Regions from separate parts of the Capra hircus genome. Here region 2 is linked to region 1. The links are chromatin contacts, called in public Hi-C maps. All regions are on one chromosome and are shown on one strand. The core of a region is the stretch at or near the end of the contact, and the rest is flanking DNA. Distances in the headings are between cores, read along the strand shown. Region 1 has its middle 87 kb from the start of ETS2. Region 2 has its middle 84 kb from the start of TRNAC-GCA.

Region 1 (4,883 bases), core at 354-2,853:
TGGCTGCTTAAAATAGTGCTGCTATGAATATTCAGGTGCGTGTGTCTTTTCAAATGAGTGCTTTCTCCACTCTAACTTTTTCCGGTTGGTAAGGATCATCTGCTTAGAGGGCACTAAACTACAAGCAGATGCAGGGTCTTCAAGAGCTTAAGAGGCGTCTATAATTCATCTTCTTTTAGGTGTTTTAGATATTTTCCTTTTACATTTGCTTATACTTTTATTTTGAAATTTCATATAATTTTTCAAAAGTCAGCCTTGACTGTGAACTCAAGATAAGCTCAACCTCCTGTCACCTATTATCTCAACACACTACCTGGTATCCAGCACTTAGCTGATTCCCTTTACACATTTGTTAAGCAAAGGAGAAAGCTCCCGGATGTGAAATGATTTACCCAGGTTTCGTAATGATGCTGTCAGAGGCAGGTTTAGAACTCCCCCCGAGTCTAATCCAGTCCTAGTCCCCCACTCAGAGAGAGAGCCCAGCTAGTTTCCTGCAGGCCTGTCCCCACTCCAACTGCCTGGATATCTATTATGTTGCCTGGCAATGCCAATTAGGATGTTGAGAACATCCCTAAGTTTAATGCATCTTTTTAGATATTTAAATGCATTTTGGTCAGAAACTTCTACCAGTAAAACATTCCTTTCTTTTTTCGGCCACGCCATGCAGCATGCAGGATCTTAGATATTAGCAATCAACCCTGTGCCCTCTGCAATGGAAGGCTGTACTTTTAACCACTGAGCCACCCAAGAAGTCTCCAGTAAATCATTTCTTAACTTGCACTCTTAATATCTTATAAATTTGTTGTTGTTCAGTTACTCAGTCGTGCCTAACTTTTTGTGACCCCATGGACTGCAGCACGTCAGGCTTCCCTATCCTTCACTATCTCCTGAAGCTTGCTCAAATTCATGTCCATTGGATCAATGATGCCATCCAGCCATCTCATCCTCTGTCGTCCCCTTCTCCTCCTGCCCTCAATCTTTCCCAGCATCAGAGTATTTTTCCAAAAAGTTGGCTCTTCACATCAAGTGGCCAAAGGATTGGAGTTTCAGCTTCAGCATCAGTCGTTCCGATGAATATTCAGGGTTGATTTCCTTTAGGATGAACTGATACACTCTTGCAGTCCAAGGGACTCTCAAGAGTCTTTTCTAGCACCACAGTTTGAAAGCAAATTCTTTGGTGCTCAGCCTTCTTTATGGTGCAATTCTCATATCCATACATGAGTCCTGGAAAAGCCATAGCTTTGACTACACGAACCTTTGTAGGCAAAGTGATGGCTCTGCTTTTTAATACGCTGTCTGCGTTCGTCATAGCTTTCCTTCCAAGGAGCAAGTGTCTATTAATTTCGCGGCTGCAATCATTGTCAACAGTGAATCTGTCACTGCTTCTACATTTTCCCCTTCTACTTGCCCTGAAGTGATGGGACCAGGTGCCATGATCTTGGTTTTTCCCCATATTTAGAATACAGAAACTAGAAATGCCGCCGCAGTCATTTTCCATTTTGAACCTCAGCAGCAAGCGGCGGTCATTCCCATTTCTACCAGGTGGTGACGCTCGAGGCAAACGCTGCTTCTCAATTGGCCTGGGAGCGCGGAGCCTGAAAGCGCTTTCCAAACATGACCGTCAGAGAGTGGACTTGAGACGGTCGGAAACATCGCTTCGGGGTGAATGGGATAAGCGTCTGGAAAGTGTGCCCAGAAGACATGGCTCTGCATAAAGCCGAAGAAAAAGACCTAAAAGGAGTTGGGGAGCCCAAAGGGAGATCTGGCCACTGGGTAAGAGGAGGCGCCGGAGTAGCCTGGACCCCGCGCAGCACCTGGTGTAGCTGTGCGAACAGAAACGAATTGTGTGAAAACCACTGCCGCTCGGCGGCGGGAGCCCCAGGCCCTCCCGTGCGAGGAAGAGGGCGCTTGGCATGGTCTCTGGGAGCACCCAGCAGCTTCGGCCCGGTATGCATCCTAAGCCAGGCTGTGCAGATAAAAGTGAGGATCCGAAACCAAATCTTAGAGAGTCTTTCTGGGATTCAGCATTTCAGCATCAACCCCCATTTCCGCTTTTCAGAGGTCCTAGGAGGACTTGTCAAGTTAGTTCGTTCTCCTTTCACACGCAAATGAATTCAAAGTGATTGTTCCCCAACCCCCTCCCCCCGCCCCCCCCTCCCCCTTGTTACCTTGCAAAATTATGACTGCCTTTTGTAAGCACGGTAACAAGATCTGTCCTTCAGATCGCTGCTTAAATATGGGTGATTCTTGTCTCTATTTAAACAAACCTAAAAAAAAAATAAAATTGGAGCACATAGGCAAAAAAGTTCAATTTGAGGAAGGAAGTGCTCTTAAAAGCTAGGACTGTACATTTAGCTTAAATCTGCACACTTTTTTCAAGAGACTTCCAAAATGAAATGTCCCAGCATTTTCTAGTCTTTTCAGTAAACAAAACATATACCCTTTTAAAGAATAGAATAAACTATCTAGAGATGTTCATTTGGATTCCTTTGTAAATTCTAAATAATCTGTAATTGGAGTCATAGTTCTAAGAATTTCATTCCATTCCTTGAAAATTTAGGGAAGGACAAAGAGAGAGCCCTGTGGCTCAAAATGGTGCAATTGGAAGAATAATGAAAAGAATGGGAAAAAGCCAGCATCCTCCAGGGCAAGAACCATGTTTTATGAGGCTGAATCATGAAACAAATTGAGTAGAATATCATGCACCTCACCCAGAAACACTCAAGTTCAAGAAAGACTTTGCAGTAAAAGAAGAGAACAAGATCCTCTGCAGTGTCATTTCCTAGTTTTGTTTCATTTTCAAACCCACAAGGGCTCTCTGTTCTGGGAGGAGTCAAGTCCTACATGAAAAGCTAAGAATGAAAACCAGACTCCTTTCCCCCAGGAAACACCCTTTGAATGTATCTGTGCGTGTGGTTTCTCTCCCCAAACAGCTCTCGTGTAACCCCCAAGAGTGTATGCAGATGTTGGGTTATGAGCTATTCATCCCGCAATTTGGAGGAGACAGAAAAATGGAAAATGTGTTGTTCAAATGTTTTTCGGGTAACTGATTGGATAAGGACTGCACAGAAAAGACACTCCAATCTCTGTTTTTTCCACCTGCAAGCATTCCTTACAGGAGATGTACACTTCTGTGAAATACAAAGTCACGGTCAGTAAAAAAAGAGAAATGCTTATTTGAAAACAATGTAGTCATTTTCTCAAAGTTATACCATAACCCAATTTAAAATAAAAATAACCACTGATATTTTGATCCAGTACTAAATTAGAGCTCAGAAAACCAAATGCCTAAATAATTCATTATGTGAAAACTTGTCTAAGCTTTGGCCCCTATATTCAGAAAAAATATCAGTTTACCAAAATGTCCTTGACCTATTTTTTCTTCCTGGTAAAGAATAATGGAAGGGAAATAGCAGTACAGAGTTCTTGATTAAATATCCAGAATAAAACCCCTACATAAAAATTAAATGGCTGGGAATGCAATTTCTGGGCGTAGATTTCCTGGGTTTGAATCCCATGTCTGCCAATTATTAGAGTGGTGCCCACAGGCAAGTGTGGAGAAGGCAATGGCACTCCACTCCAGTGCTCTTGCCTGGAAAATCCCATGGACGGAGGAGCCTGGTGGGCTGCCGTCTATTGGGTCACACAGAGTCGTACACGACTGAAGTGACTTAGCAGCAACAGCAGCAGCAGCAGCATAGGCAAGTGATTTAAACTTACAGTGCCTCAGTGTTTTCATCTGGTAAATGGAAATAACCACCATTCTTAAGGTGGCTACAAGGTTCAAGCTAATACATGTAAAGCATTTGAGATAGGTTCTGGGCCAAGAACATACAAGGTTCTCAATGAATTTTACTCTACTACTATTTCTCATAGGAAACACGTTATTTCCCAACACAGAGATAAAAGGCTTCATTTCCACCGTGTCTCAATAATCCTCTGTCTAATACATCATGTTTTGCAAAGGTTTTCAAAAATGCATGTTACTTTATTAGCAGAGAGTGTTAAACAACTCTATAGTTTAGAGATAGCTCTATATAATAAGGATAAAACTAAGTTCAAGGTTTTTTTTTAATGTGTTTTGATATTAGGGGAAACAACCTAAGTATTCAACAATAAGGAAATAATTAAGAAAATTATGGAAGGGACACAAAATGCTTACAAATAATTTAAATACTACATGTTAAGTGGAACAAAGGCATGAGAATTTTCATGAATTGTATACATTCAAACAGGTTATAAGATGGATAAGGAAGGACTGAAAGTCAAATGGTATTTAGTTGGTTCTGTGAGTGGTGGAAAATGAGTGGCTTTATTTTTTCCACTGGGTTTCTTTCAGATTTGCCAAAATTTCACAAAGTTAAATGAGCACTTACTTTGTGCAAAGTACATCTCTAAGTGTTCAATGCATATTAAGTCATTTACTCTCAAAAAATTTTTACTTAGATGGACTATTGGTCCCACTTTACAGATGGGAAAAAAGCAAGGGAGACTCAGAATAAATAAAACTGCTTGTGGCTACACTCCTCCCTACTAAAAGGGGATGCCAGAATTCTAAAGCAGGCTTATGACTCCACAGTCCTCTAAGCAATCAAGTTACCTGTCTTCTTCAGAATTGATCACTTTAAAATCAGGGGGAAAAGATCATTTTTAAAGCATTTTATTTTATCAGAAAGTAAATCTTCACAAAATATGGCGTTTACAAAACATTCTTCATACAGATTATGGATTTGGTCTTTATACAGCCCAAAATATAATAGTATCTGAAACATACTAAACTTGTGTGAGTTGTTTTGATTTTTATAAAATGTTATTTCTCTCCAGTATCTTTGTTGAATGTACCATCTAGAAATACAAATTCAAATTTCTCCTCTAGAAAAGGA
Region 2 (4,790 bases), core at 1,655-4,154, 370 kb after region 1:
GTGGTGGAAAGAGGCGCGCTCACATTAATGCTTGCCAATGGGCCTCTTAATACTGTCTCCCGGAGGAAGGACCTCGAGAGCGGGTTCTTCAGTTTGGCCACAGGTGAGAGGATGCTCCTTCAAGTGACTGACTTGAAGTCTTTGGGCTTCTCACCAGGCTCCCAGCAGGGGGTCCAGAGGGGCCCAGCAGCAAAGCCCACCCACGTTTAATTTCGTTGGAAATAGAAGCATTGGGGAAAAAATTAAAAGAATATGCATATGAATTCAGTTCAGTTCCCTTAGTCGTCTCCAACTCTTTGTGACCCCATGGACTGCAGCACATCAGGCCTCCCTGTCCATCACCAACTCCTGGAGTTTATCCAAACTCATGTCCATCGAGTCAGTGATGCCATCCAACCATCTCATCCTCTGTTGTCCCCTCCTCCTCCTGCCTTCACTCTTTCCCAGCATCAGGGTTTTTTCCAATGAGTCAGTTCTTAGCATCAAGTGGCCAAGGAACTGAGCATGAAAGCATAGTACAGGTTAGCATTCAGGAACCACAAGTTACAGATATGGGCTGAATACAGCCACTGCTTGCAAGCTAAGAATGGTTTTTACATTTTTAAATTGTAAAACAGAAAAAAAAACCCCCAAAGTATTGGAGTTTCAGCTTCAGCATCAGTCCTTCCAATGAATATTCAGGACTGATTTACGTTTAGGATGGACTGGTTGGCTCTCTGTGCTGTCCAAGGAACTCTCAAGAGTCTCTCCAACACCACAGTTCAAAAGCATGAATTCTTTGGTACTCAGCCTTCATTATGGTCCAAGTCTCACATCCATACATGACTACTGGAAAACCATAGCTCTGACTAGACGAACATATATACATATATATGTGTTCTTGGGGCTTCCCTGGTGGTTTAGCCGTAAAGAATCTGCCACAGCATAGGAGCCGTGGGTTCGATCCCTGGGTCAGGACAGTCCTGGCAGAGGGCATGGCAACCCACTCCAGTACTCTAGCCTGGAGAATCCCATGGACAGAGAGCCTGGCAGCCTACAGTCCATGGGGTCGCAAAGAGTGGGACACGGCTAAAGTGACTGAGCATGCATGCACACACACATATGTGTTTATATGTACGTGTCTGTGTATTTATGTTTCATTTTATGTATTTATTTTATATACACACTCATTCTTCTTTTAATCACAGAAAGACAGTACATCAGAACAGTTTTCAGAGCTTTCTGAGATGCTCTTCCAGGGTTATAGCTCTCAAATTTGGCTCAAATGAAGTTTTCCAACTCTTTCTTTAAAAAAGAAAGAAAGGGGATGTCCTTGGTCGTCCAACGGTTAAGAATCCACCTTGCTGTGCAGAAGACACGGGTTCAATCCCCGGTTGGGGAGCCACAAAGCATTAAAGCCTCCGTGCTGCAACTCCTGGGCCCACAAGACGCAATGAAAGAGTCCATTCATCTCAATGAAGGATCCCACGTGATGCAGCCAAGATCCAATGCATCCAAATACATACACACGTACATATATTTTAGATACAGTACCTCTTTCCTGCTATATGGAGCAAACTCTACTGAAATGATTCAAGGGGTCCAAAGAAAGGAAGGAGAATGTGGTAGAAATTTCTGGAACACCATTTTGCTCAGTGAGAATGAGCTCATTAGGCAAGACAGGAAATGCACAGAGATGGAGTGAAGGGGACGAACCCCCCCTCCCTCACCACTCGAGCTGCTGTTCACATGTATCCGTGTCCTTTCAGACTCTTCTTCATTGAATATATTCATTTCGAATGCTGTATACACTTTTTCACTTAACCTTCTATGATGCCATATTCCATATTATTGCCAGCCCTTGGCAGGCATCATTTTCAAGGCTATGTAACATTTCATTAAGGGATGTATCTATCCCCTACTTTTAAGCGATTTTTTGAATATTCTCCTAATAATAATCACATAGCTACAAAAATCTGAGAAAAGAAAATCTAGATGCTTCTCAAGCCTAGAGGCTTGTCTGATTTGTTTTCATATTCTTTTTTATTTTTTTTAAAGTTGCAAGCTTAAGTTTTATTTGGGGGCAAAATGAGGACTACAGCCCAGGAGACAGCACCTCAAATAGTTCTGAGAGACTGCTCCCTGTTTTCATATTCTTATCAGTATTGAGGAAAAATGAAAGGAGAGAAATATATGAACAAAGGGATGGATAGATGGATGGTTGGATGGATAGGTAAATGGATGAATGGGTAAATGGATGGATGGATGGATGGGTGGATAAATGGATGGATGGATGGATGGATGGATGGATGGATGGACAGAAAGCTTAAATCTTAGGCTTCTTTAGACTCAGAATTCTCAAACAAATCATCATCTCTTCCAAAGGCTATGGATCACTTGCCATTTCTGATATGACAGCCAGACCTCCTGGACATTTCTTTGGGGACACAGCCTCCCCAAGCTCTTTTTTGATGATGAACTCTCTTTCGGTTCCTAGAAAATCTGGAAGATGATCCTACCACGTAAGCCATGTGTTCCTCCAGCTGACGTGTGTTAAACATCTATTGTTTGTACTTCCTCTGACAGAGTACCAAGTGGTTAAATTGAGGTGAAAACCAAGCTGGTCCCTGGACGACTGTGCAGCACCTGGACTCCAGATCAAGGATGGCTTGAAAGCGCTCTTTTGGAGGAGGGTGGACCACGCTCACTCCGGTGGCTAGGGAACTGAGCTAGAGTCCTAAGGAGGAGTGCCCTTTGGATGGTGCCGACATGCGTGGGTGGCACTGCTGGGTGTGGAGGGTCATGAGGGTGTCTGGACACTGTGACAGCCGGCTGTAGAGATCAGGGGTGTCCAGAACACACCACACGCCCAGGCAGGTGGAGCATGAGTATAGCCGTGGAGGGACGGGTGACGCGATGGAGGCCCGGAAACTGAGGCCGCAAACCGAGGTGGACCACAAGGGCTGCACAAGACGGGCAGTGGGATCCTGCCGAGTATCGGAGCACGCTTAGGCTGCCCCCCTACTCCCCGCAGAGGCCTTGGGCTGTGAAACAGAGGTTCTTAAAAGTCAGGTCAGAACTTGGCCCCTGACACGACTATGCCCCCCCAAAAAAGAAGGAAGATCTGCCATCGCGGGTCAGTTGGTCCTGTGTCTGCAGCAGTAAGACGCGGCAGGACCTGGCGCCCTAACCTGCCTCCGTCTTGGTAAACACTCGGGCAGCTGGACTCGCCCTGGTTTCCGCCTCGCTCCCCGCTCCCCTCCCCATGGCCTTTCTGCCTTTTTAGGCTCCTGTGTACTGTCCCTCTGCCGGGATCATTCAGCTCAAAAGTTCACCAAGTAATTGTGTTTCTCCATCGAGGCCAGGAAGTCTGATGCCTCTAAAAGTCAAATGTGCTTCTTCCAAAGATGACCTTAGGCAAGAAGCAATGTGTTCTTTTTCCTGCGGTTTTAACAAGATATTGGGGAAGTGAGAGAAACAGGCGGGCCAGAAGTGGAAGTGAACTTTGTGGCAACTCAGACAAGCCTTACCAGGTTCCAACTGAAGCAAGAAACATGAGTGTGCAGTTTCCCTTTCTTGCCCGAGGGGCCGGGGCCTGCCTGCCTGCGGGCTGGACACCCTGCGGGCTGGACACCCTGCGGGCTGGAAAGACGTGTCCCCGATGGCATTCAGGTCGACACAGGACCTGTGTCACAAAGTCCCGAAACCCTCATTTCTAAAGCAAAAGCATCCTCTGATTCTGCCAGCCTGTCCCCTTCTTCCGAGTAAGAAAGCGTCAAACATGCAAAAATTGCCAGTGTGATTCCTTGAACAAGCGGCTGCAGGCCAGTGTCAGCATTTCAAAGCTCTGATGAAAGAGACGTCATTCAAAGACAGGAGGAAGACAGAGCCTGCCCTCCCCCAATCCTGTGCTCAGTGGCAGGGCCTCCCCTCCCCACTCCACCATTAACCAGCTTTCTTGTGATTACACGGGTCCCCTTCACATCTGGTTTCCATCAGTAGCAGAAATGCCAGCTCTCTTGCACTGGGGCCTGCCGGTCATTATGCTTGGGAGCGGGGCTGTCAGTGACACCCAGCAATCTCCACCTGTGATGGCAGTGTCCATGGCTGACCGCTCAGGGGATGCCCCCACCCCTACCCCCCAAGTAACTGGGGTGAAAAACCTCAGAGAACCATCTGGAGACTTTCTCCACACACCCAAGCCAGGGCTGGGGAATTTGTCTCTGACATTAAGCTGCCGCTGAATCTCCCGCACATTGACGTGAAGAGTGAACACGATCCTTACTACAAAACTGGGCTCCATCTGAAACCTGCAAGGGAGTTCGAAAGAGACACAGATGGCAGACTGGGGTTTCAGCTTAATCGTACTTATGAAGAGAGAGCCTCGTGGGGACGCAGCACAGGGCAGAGCACGGATTCTAACTTGTAACCCACCGTTCGGTGTGCAGATTCTCGAAAGTCAGATTCTAGAGCTGCAGAAAGTCAGATTCTAGAGCTGCACGATCGCGTGGCTGTTCCTAAGGTAGGTCTCAGAAATCAGGCAAATCCCCATGCATGGGTGGGGGTGGGGTGGGGCAGGAACCGGAGTCATTGACTGGAGGCCGTCATGGCCCATGACAGCCCCAAATTGGCCTTGGGTTTTCCGGCAGCAAAGCTCTGCTTAATTATTCCTGGTGTGAGCTGACCCAGCATGACACAGGGAGGTATTGTGTGTCAAGGACCTCAAGGAAAAGGACAGGTCAAAAGTCATCCCAAGAGGAAATTTGGCCCTTGCACCCGAGGCCTCCCATCTCTGTCTCCAGGAAACTGAC

The links. Hi-C and Micro-C count contacts between places; a contact is called where the count stands out from the background.
Region 2: a Hi-C map of blood shows a contact between it and region 1, with 4 times the contacts expected there. The contact joins two enhancer-like sites. A contact is called at or near these places in 3 of 5 Hi-C or Micro-C datasets (blood and liver).

Annotation. Positions count from the first base shown.
Region 1 is chr1:150,966,353-150,971,235 of ARS1.2, forward strand. No RefSeq gene overlaps it. Among named protein-coding and RNA genes, the nearest start is that of ETS2, 87 kb to the right of the region's middle. Within about 2 kb of position 1,604, at least 4 of the 5 cell types and tissues checked have an H3K27ac peak or open chromatin away from gene starts, as enhancers often do.
Region 2 is chr1:151,338,682-151,343,471 of ARS1.2, forward strand. No RefSeq gene overlaps it. Among named protein-coding and RNA genes, the nearest start is that of TRNAC-GCA, 84 kb to the right of the region's middle. Within about 2 kb of position 2,905, at least 1 of the 5 cell types and tissues checked has an H3K27ac peak or open chromatin away from gene starts, as enhancers often do.